Regions from separate parts of the Capra hircus genome. Here region 2 is linked to region 1. Evidence: chromatin contacts called from public Hi-C data. All regions are on one chromosome and are shown on one strand. The core of a region is the stretch at or near the end of the contact, and the rest is flanking DNA. Distances in the headings are between cores, read along the strand shown.

Region 1 (5,034 bases), core at 910-3,409:
TGGTGGACATTTGAATTGTTCCAGATTTTTAGCTATTACAAATAGTGCTGCTCTGAATATTCTTGTATGTGTCTTTTGGTGAACATATGTATTTCTAGAAATGTAATTGCTAATCATAAGGTACACATATGTTGAACTTTGGCAGATATTGCCAAACAATTTTCCAAAGTATTGATAGTTGTACTGATTTACACCCCCATGAGCAATGAAAGCAAGTTCCAGTTGCTCATAGTTTCACTAGCACTTAGTGTTGTCTATCTTCTTCATTTTAGCCATTCTGGTAGATGTGTACGGATATCATGTTGTACTTTTCATTTGCATTTTCCTATTGGTTAGTGAATTGAGTATCTTTTCATATATTTATTAGCCATTTGAATATTTTAGGGACTCAAAGATTTTTCCTGGTTATTAAAGTAATATGTGTTAATTGGAGAAGGTTTAGCAAATACAGAAAGGAATTATGGTAAATTTGTACTATGTCAATCTAGCTAAATTTTAAATTTAGCTCTAGCTAAATTTTAAACTATGTTTTTCAGAATTGCTTTCCTTGTCTGGTTCTGGGCTAGGATTAGCCACAAACACATTTGCATAAACTCAGAAGGTCTGTGTAGAATCAGGTGCTGTCATAATTCAAACACATTCTCACACCTGCTGGCTTACCTTGTTAGCCCCAGGTAGCAATTAGGCCCACAGTTCCTTCAGTTCCCACTAAATCTCATGTGAAGTTTTTTCAACTCCTGGGCCCAGTGTGTGTTTAGCTCTATGACAAAGGACCCAGTAAGAGATTGACAGAGCTTCCAATTCACCCTTGTGAGCACCATATATTTTTTTTTCCAAATTTGCTTTGCCTTTGCTCTCCCACAGTTCACATCTAGCTACTCTTCCTGACCACCTGCCCTCCTAACTTCAAGCCCAGCACCAGAAGCATACTCTACAGTCACACACAAGTTGTTTAACCAGCTCCCACAATTGCAAAATGTCAAGTCATTATAATAAACTCATTCTATGACATTCCTAGTAGTGTCTCTGACTAAACACTGGCTGATACAGACATTAAGAAAAAAACTAAATCCACCTGTAATCCCACACCCAGGGAGGACCTCTGTCAACATCTCAGTGTGTGTTCTTCTTGCCTGGAATATTTTAACTGAAGAGAACAAACTCCAGAGACGTTAAGGATTGCTCAGGGTTTGGCTAGCTGATGGCTCAGCCTGGCCTTGAGAAGGCTGTTTTTGTCCCTGCTAATCTGGTGTCGCTTCCACTGCGTCTCAGAACCCCTTGAAAGCATTAGTTGTCCAGTCATGTCCTACTCTTTGCAACCATGGACTGTAGCCCACTAGGCTCCTCTGTCCGTGGAATTCTCCAGGCAAAAATACTGGAGTGGGTTGCCATGTCCTTCTCCAGGGGATCTTCCTGACCCAGGGATCAAACCTGGGTCCCCCATATTACAGGCAGATTCTTTATCAGAACCTGTTAATAACCACTTACTCCTCCAGCTTTCCTAGGGGCCTCCTAGCTCTGAGCACAAACTCTGGGCCTGTGAGAGGAGCTTTTGAACACATTTCCCTGTGTTTTGAAGCCACCTGCTTTTATAGTTTCCCCATTTTGTTCCGATTGCAGGAGTTCTACCTTCCTGTTCCTCTTAAGGAAAAAAAACAGTCTTCTGAGACTAGTCATTCTGTGTCATCTCCATCTGGAGAACTGACCAAGAAGTGATGGCCACCAGGGGGCCAGAGAGAGCCCAAAGGCCTTCCCCTCCTGCCAAATACAGCTCCCCAGATGTCAGAGATGTAGTCCTTTGATTTAAGCATTACTATCTTGAGTTCTCTTTTAAAACATAAGCACTCCTGAGAGAGGGTGCACCTGAAATCCTTAATTCTTCAGAATGAATTATTCCCCAGATGGTGAGTACTGGTATCATAAAAGCTTTGGTGAAGAACAGGCTGGTCAGAGGAGAGCCAAGGGAATGAGAAGTCAAAGACAAACTTTCTCTCCTTTGCAGTTTGTCCAAGAGCCTCCTGGGCTCTAAATTCTACAAGAACAAGAGTCAGCAGGGCTTTCCTGCTCAAGCCTGAAGCTTAGGCTTGCACTTTACTCCTTACCCAGAGGGCGGACTCACCAAGAGGACAGATTTGCTTCCCTGAGGAGAACAGAACCAGAGAGAAGCAACTAGAGGCAAAGAGCAACTCAGAAACTAATGATGATCAGAAGAAACTGGCGACAGCCTCTCGCCCAGCATGGAGGTTTTGCCTGGCTGGTTTCTTAAACAGGAACAAAAAGGGGATGTTGTGGTAAAGGTTTCTTGCTTTGTTTTGTTTTCTCTTCCAACGGCTATAGATACTGTTGGCCTCTTTCCCTGTTTGCTCATGACACCACCCTCCTAAGTAGAGGGGACAGTTACCCCATAGGTTGACGGCTGAGCTGAGACCCACAGCCTGTAAGGGAGTCCCCAGCTCAAAGTGCAGGAGTGCCCAGGGGTAACTTTATCCTGGCAGAGCTAAACAGGGAACTGAGTGTTTAGAATAACTTCAAGAAAGTCGTAGGCGTTTCCTCTGTCAGGGAAACAAGAAACCACAGTGAGATAATGGATAGCTATATTCAGGTCACAGATTATCAGCTGCCACTGCTGCTTCCTGTTCAGAACTCGATGAAGCATCTTTCTAGTCACTAGAGCCTCATGGGTTCTGCGAGCATGACAACATTCAGTGTTATTAGGGCTTGGGAGCACTGCCTGGGGATCTGACACAATACAGTGGTGAAACTGTTTTTTGACGGGTGAGGCTTCAGGGGCCTGTTCCTGGTTGGGTAAGTGGTGGATGAGGAAGCAACAGTGAGAATAACTTTTGCCAAACTCTTAGTTTTTTTCCAGGCTCTTGGACTAAGAGAGTTTTGCGCATCATCTCATTCCACTCTTAAAACCACCTTAAGCAAAGAAGAGTTAGCAAGGATGTGGAATTAACCCTTTGTACACTGTTGGTGGTAATGCAAAATGGTATAGCCACTAATGGAAAGCAGTGTCAAAATTTCTCAACATTTAAAAAGAGAACTGCTGTATGATCTAGCAATCCCACTCCTGGGTAGCTATCTAAAAGAATTAAAATCAGTATCTTGAAGATATATTAGCACTCCCATGCTCACCCAACACTGTTCACAGCAGTCAAGTTGTGGAAACAATCTAAATGTCTATTAAAGGATAAATGGATTAGGAATATGTGGTATATATATATATATATATATATACAATGAAATATTATTAAGCCTTAAAAAAAAGGAAATCCTAAAAATATGCTACAACATGGTGGAGCCTTGAGGTCATTGTACCAGCGGTACCCAGCCTTTTTGGTACCAGGGGCTGACCTCATGGAAGACAACTTTTCCATGGACCAAGGGCGGGGAGGGGTTTGGTCTTGGGATGATTCAAGTGCATTACATTTATTGTGTTCCTATGAGAATCTAATGCCACCACTGGTCTGACAGGAGGCAGAGCTCAGTCAGTAATGGGGGGTGGGCATGACAAGCAATGCAGAGTGACTGTAAGTACAGATGAAACTTCACTTTCTCATCCACCACTCACCTCACCTCCTGCTATGGGGCCCAGTTCCTAACTGGCCACAGGCCAGGGTCCTTGGGGGTTGGGGACCCCTGCATTATACTAAAGGAAATAAGTCAGTTACAGAAGGACAAATACTATATGATTTTACTAATATAAGGAATTTAAATAGTCAAATTCATAGAAGCCAAAAGCAGAACATTGGTTGCCAAGGGGGAGAGAGAAATGAAGAGTTGCTAATCAATAGGTTTAAAGCTTCAGGAATACAAAATGAATAAGTTCTACATCTGTTATATAGTGTTGTGACTATAACTATATTATACTTTACACCTAAAAATCTCTTAAGAGAGTAGATCTCATATTAAGTGCTCTAATCACAGTAAAATAAAAATGTAAGAACCACCTTGTGTGAGAAGTACTATTGTTATCCCCATGTTATGGTTGAGACAAGGGAATCATAAGTGTTAGCTAACTTGCCCAGAAGCCACAGTGGTAGAACTGGGAACTAGAATCAAGCCTTCTCTCTCTGTCTCTGTCATCTATCTGTCTCTTTCTCACATACACACATGCACAGAATACTTTATTACACTGTCACTTATATACACTTAACATGCATACACCTATGCGGCTGCCGCCCAGATCAAGATTAAAACACTTTCATCCCTCTCACACTTTCCCTAATGTCGCTTTCCAGCAAATACCCATGCCCCATAAATTTCAAGTAACCAGTAATCTGACTTCTATTCTCATAGATTTGATTTGTCTATTCTTGAACTCATATGAATAAAATCATGCTCTTGTATCTGGCTTCTTTTGCTCAACATAGTATGTCTAGGGTTTGTCCACATTATCATTTGTATCAGCAGTTTCTTCCTTTTTATTGCTGAATAGGATATGATTTTATGAATATACCATTCAGTTTATTTATCCACCAACTTGTTGATGAACATTTACATTGTTTCTAGTTTTAGGTCATTTTGAATAATACTGTCATGAACATTTTTCTTAGGTAGGAATGTATTTAATTTTATTAAATAACTGCCAAATCATTAGTTGCTCCACATTCTTGTCAACACATGGAATTGTCAGTCTTTTCATTTTGCCATTAGAGTGAATGTGAGAATTAGCTGTTTCTGATTCCAGAGCCTACACAGCATCACCAAGCTCTGGATCTGAGCTACTGCTACATCCATGACTCTGGCTTCCGTGGGAACAAGAGGCCTAAGTACCACTTTCTTACATGCTGGCAGCAAGAATGGAAAGTGGCTCCCCAGGACAGCTAGGTTCCAGGAAGCTGTCTCCTCCATCGTTTCTAAGGGGTACCCAGCAGCTTCCAGACTGAGTGTCCATGTGTCCTTTTCCAGGAAAATCCCTCTAGAAAGCTCTCCTATGGCTTCCGGTACAAGGATGTGCCAAGTGTGTGGCCACTGTGGTCAGACCCTACTGTGAGGTCGGCCCTGTTCTTCTTTGCTAACAAACTGGAG
Region 2 (5,034 bases), core at 1,095-3,594, 88 kb after region 1:
TCACTGGGAAGGGATGCTTAGCCTTACTAAAAGGTGCTATGGGAAACAATATTATGAAATCTGTTAATAACACTTGCCTTGTTTGTTTATTTATTTAATCTGTATACCCCATGTGAAGAAATTTCTGTTGAAGTTAAATGTAAGCAAAAGCCTTCCCCTTCCCCAGGACCTGGGAGGTAAGGATAGGAATCATATCTGTTTCTTTACGTATATGATTGATACGTATTGATAGAGGGGCCTGATACATATTGATAGAACAAAGCGCCTGGTACATACTACAGGTTGAATGAATGGACTGTGTAACCAGCCAGGTTGCCTTTTGGCTTTGGCTCTCAGGAAACTCATAGCCAGGTTGCTGGAACCCTTGTACCCTGGCACTGGCTTGGGTTCTCTCTGATCCATGGACCAGGCTGTAGTCCTGACACAACTGTAGGAGAGAACAGATGAAGTTAAAGACTTGTGCTTGGGGAATAAGACAGGTGGGAGATAAAGGAGGATATTGCAGCTTATCGTCTTCCTTCCCTGTCATAAATGGCCTTTTAGGGCAATGTCAGGACTTCCTCTAAGCAGCAGTTTTCAATTTTTAGTGTGCAAGAGGATCACCTTGAAGACTGGTTAAGAATGCAGATTCCTGGGCTCTAGCCAGAGATTCTGCTTTGGGAAGTCTGGGGTGGAGCCTCAGAATCTACACTTTTAACAAGTGCCTTAGTGAGTTTCATGCAGGTGGGCCCTGAGCCACACGTTTAAGAAATGCCGTCTAAAAAGCGACAGCCGTGACAGTTGCTCTTGCCATGCTCTTTGATATTTACCAGACACACCTTGGCCCAGCCTTCTCCAGGTGGTGTCTCTGCCGCTCTGTGACCATCTGTGCACGCGGGCTGTTCTGTGATTAGGGGCCTCTTCTGAGCCCCCAGATTGGGGTGTCAGTTCACATCCAAGGCTGTGGCAAGCTGAGTGGCTGTAATTGTGGCATGTTGGCCACCAGAAGGGCAAAGGCTGTGCCTTTCTTGGTCCAGCTGGCCCTGGGGACTGAACTTTCTTGGTCCAGCTGGCCCTGGGGACTGAAATAGGATCCCCCCGGGTGGTGCCAGCTGAAAGTCTCCGCCCCCTTAGTGTTGGCCTGAGTAGCCCCCATGACATTTGTGTCCCCTGTGGTATCTCCAAGTGAGACTTCCCTGTTAAGGATGAAGAGAGGGGAGGGTGATGCAGCAGTGAAGGGGGGCAGGAGTAAGAGAGATCTATACGGCACTGGAGCACCGGGACTCTGGGACTTGAAGCATTTGAGGAGGTTAGATCCGAAACGGTGCTTTTCCTTGGATAAAACAGACCAGTTTCTGTGGACAGAGAAGTGAGCATCCTGTGTAGAGGTGACTGAGCTCCTCTGACTCTCCCCGCTGGATGAGGAAACAGCTTGGAGGCCCCTTCTTTGTGCTAAGGGTTGGTTTCATCATCCAGCCATGCTGTGAGCTGTGTCATTTAGCTCCTACAACAGTGGCCTGCCGTCCTGCCCACCCGCCCCTTCCCAGAGTGATTTTGGGTGCTAGCATCATAGGGTGGTGATGCAGGTTGGAAGGGGCCCCATCCTGTAGGAGAAGCCCATGCTTGCTTCCTGCTGCTTGCTCTGGGCCCTGGTCAGGAGCTGTGCTCCAAGCTTTGAGGCTGTGCTGAAACCCTAGAGGTGAGTGGCTGACCCCATTCTCTGCGGAGGCTGGAGGCAGAGAAGGGGTGGAGTGGGTGTGACCAGCTCCTGCCCCATCTCTGAGCGTGCTGCTCTCTGGACAGCCTTGGCAGGCTGACAAGGGCCTGATCCCATGGGTGCCAAAAGGGTGGTGACAGGAAGAGATGGGCACTTTGCACCTTTCGAGTGCTTCTCGGCAGAAGCCCTTTGTCTTCTGTCAATGGGCCAGACAGATCTCCCTTACAGCCGGTGGGGAAACCAGAACGCAAAAGACCGGTTTGTTCGTTGTGAGCTGTAGGCATGCCAGTGATATTGTCAGTGCTCAGATCCCAGCATCTTTAAGCAGTGTGGTCATCATTTAGCCTTTGGCTCTTCCCTTTAAAATACAGATTCTGGATATTTTGTTTCTGTGCTAAATCCTGATAGATCACCTCCATGCCTCTCCATCTAGACCCAGAGCTCTGAGCCCAGTGGAGCAGATCCCTCCCTTCCACTGACGAAGTCTCGCTCTCATCTGAACATACCTCTGTGGGTAGAGACTGCTGTATGGTAGGGATGTTTCCAGCCACTTCCCCCCCAAACACCACCTCTACTTCCTGGGCCCTATCAGCAGCAGCTTCCCATCTGCTCCCCTCTTCTCTCCTCCCTCTCTTTCCCCTCCCCCAGCTTGCTGCTGCCCTGGGAGGAGCTATTTTTAGGGGCTGCTTCCTGGGATGTTTTACTTGGGGCTGGTTACCATGAAGGAAATGTCACCAAAACAGTGGGCAAAGGCTGCAGGCACCCAGAGCCCTGCTGGGGGCATGGAGAGCTCAGTGGCTGACCCTGTTCTGGCCTTGAGAGTGTCCAGAGGCAGAGCCTTGCCTTCTTGGGGCTTGCTAGTGACCCCATGGGGATTTTCTCTGTCCAAGCTGGTTTGGGAAGACTTTCACTATGGGCCTCTTCTTGGAGCCTCTCTCCTTGTCCTCCTTAGTTAAAGCTTCTGTCTTAAGATCCAGAGACCAGAGTAAGGCTCAGGTCTTCGTGTCACCCAGTTCAAACTGCTTGATTTAGGGCTGAAGAGAAGGAAAGGACACCAGTTCAAAGGACAGAGCCTTGGGGGTTCACATGGCGACTTTTCATGCCCCACTGGGCTGTATTCACAGCCCTCAGCTAGTCCCCAGGTGTATGGATATGAATTAGAAGCTGTGGCCCCTGCTCTTATGTGATACACAGACTTTTGCTCTTAATTGGGGACTTTGCACCTTTAGAGTGAGATTCAGAGAGGAAGGGCTGTGGCATCACAATGTCAGGGTGAGGTCAATGGGATTGTAGCTTGGGATTCCCAAGGCCAGGGGCTGTTTATAAGCAGCTGGGGAATGTGGATTATGACACCAAATCCCTGCGCTGCCCTTGTTTCTTCTCCTCCGAGCGATGCCTCAGAGGGCCAGAAGGGGGAAGCCAGAGGAGACGCCCACACAGAGCATCTGAACTGGGTGGGCTGTGGGAAGCTTTTCCTGATCCATGTTGGGACCACAGGCACAGACCTTCAAAATAACTCCGAAAAGTTGAGGATGTCATTGAGATCAGAACCTAGGGAGGGTCCCGCTAGCCAGAGCAGGGCTTTGTGTCTTTGCCCACTTACAGTGGGCTGTATGTTTAGATGTCAGCAGGATCTTAGTTGAAGTCCGTGCTAGCATTTGTGGTTTTAGAGACGTCACTGAATCAGCCAGTGTGTCTCTGTAGGGCTGTGGAGAACCTGGCTGGCTTTCCCTGCACTCCATCCTGGTGGGGCAGGAAAGTGAGTTTGGAGCGGGGAGAGGTGTTTCGAGGTCTCCTCACCGTCTGCTTCCTCTGCTCTGCATCTGGTCACGCCTTTGCTGCCCTTCTCGTCAAGGGTTTTCAGCCTTTGTGGTGCCCTGACAGTCTTAAGCTCTTGTGCAGAAGGCGGGGGAGGCAAGGGGTCCTGGTGTCCAGGGCTTGGCCCTCACCTGAGGGTGCTATCAGGAAGGCCTGAAGGGGATCTTGGTAACGGCCGCTTCTGCTTTCTGCTCCTGTTACCATCTAGCTCTTGAGGTGGAAATCCTTGCAGAGGGCTGTGGTTGGAGCTGGGCTGAAGGCCGGCAGGGGTGGGTCTCTCCATGGCAGTAGCACGCAGGCAGGCAGGAAGTGGCCCTGTGCAAAAGCGGGAAGTGGCTGTTGTCAAACAGGAAGGGGGGGCTGGGCCGTGTGAGGGGGTGGGGACGAGCCCAGTCGAAAGGTGGGTGGGAAGAGGGTCAGCCTTGAAGAAGGTCTGCAACAGAGCTCAGCGGTCACTGGAAGGAGGAGTGTCCCAAGGGAGAAGGCCGCCTTCGTGACGGGAGCACTGCTGATGTGTTAGCACCTTGGGATGTCAAGCCAGGGCCTGGACCTACCACTGTGGACCAGGCCAGGTCAGTGGCCTTAGCGTTCGGGACTTGGGGATGCTGAGTTTCGGACTTCCCTGATAGCTCAGTTGATAAAGAATCTGCCTACAATGTGGGAGACCCGGGTTTGATCCCTGTGTTGGGAAAATCCCCTGGAGGAGGGCATGGCAACCCACTCTAGTATTCTTGCCTGGAGAATCCCTGTGGACAGAGGAGCCTGGTGGGCTGCAGTCCATGGGGTCAGAAAGTCAGACAAGACTGAGCAACTAAGCACAGCACAGCATGCTGAGTTTATAGGACAAACCCTGCAGCTGGAAAAGATGTTCTGCAAACCTGACTTGTTCCTGAAACATTGCTGCTGCTTGTACGGAGCCCTGTGCTTCTTCCCAGACACACAGTGGAGAACAGGACAGGGAGTGAGGGGGAAAGGGATGGGAGACAGAGGTTGGGGTGCTGGCCGGCTGAGCGAGGATCCTCCTCAGGAGCAGGGAGAGCGTGGTAGGCAGGAACCACACGGCTCATTGAGCATTGTTTCAGGATGGCAGGGCGCCACAGCCCATAAGGCTGGGGCCGAGGACGACCAGGGCTCCCACAGACAGTGGCTTTAACTGGGCTGTCCTCTCTCGGAGGTTACCCTGCTGGTAGCCTTCCCCTGCAGGCTGCAGACACCAGTGGGCCCCACCCAAATGGAAGGCTGTGATGGAGCCAGGTGAAGGGCTTGGTTAGTGTTCCAAGACCCCGTGAATGCCCAGGCTGATGGAGAGTGGGTCCAGCTCTCTCGTGTCTCTGGTGATGGCCGTGGGCACAAGCCCAGCCTGGGAGACCTCATCTGTCTTACTGCTGGACCCTTGGAAAGGAGGCTCTCCCTGAGTGCCAGGCACTGTGCGGAGCATTTACTCAAATACGTCGTTTAAGCCACAGACATCCCTGCCTTCATTTTAGAAGTGAGGAAACTTTTTCCCAAGCTGTGTACCT

What was found. A called contact is a pair of places that touch in the nucleus more often than the background predicts.
Region 2: a contact with region 1 is called in a Hi-C map of blood, with 3 times the contacts expected there. The contact joins two enhancer-like sites. A contact is called at or near these places in 2 of 5 Hi-C or Micro-C datasets (blood and liver).

Annotation. Positions count from the first base shown.
Region 1 is chr28:15,792,027-15,797,060 of ARS1.2, forward strand. No RefSeq gene overlaps it. Among named protein-coding and RNA genes, the nearest start is that of VCL, 37 kb to the left of the region's middle. Within about 2 kb of position 2,160, at least 4 of the 5 cell types and tissues checked have an H3K27ac peak or open chromatin away from gene starts, as enhancers often do.
Region 2 is chr28:15,880,092-15,885,125 of ARS1.2, forward strand. The region is part of intron 2 of CAMK2G (calcium/calmodulin-dependent protein kinase type II subunit gamma); the gene reads left to right. Among named protein-coding and RNA genes, the nearest start is that of CAMK2G, 7.2 kb to the left of the region's middle. Within about 2 kb of position 2,345, at least 2 of the 5 cell types and tissues checked have an H3K27ac peak or open chromatin away from gene starts, as enhancers often do.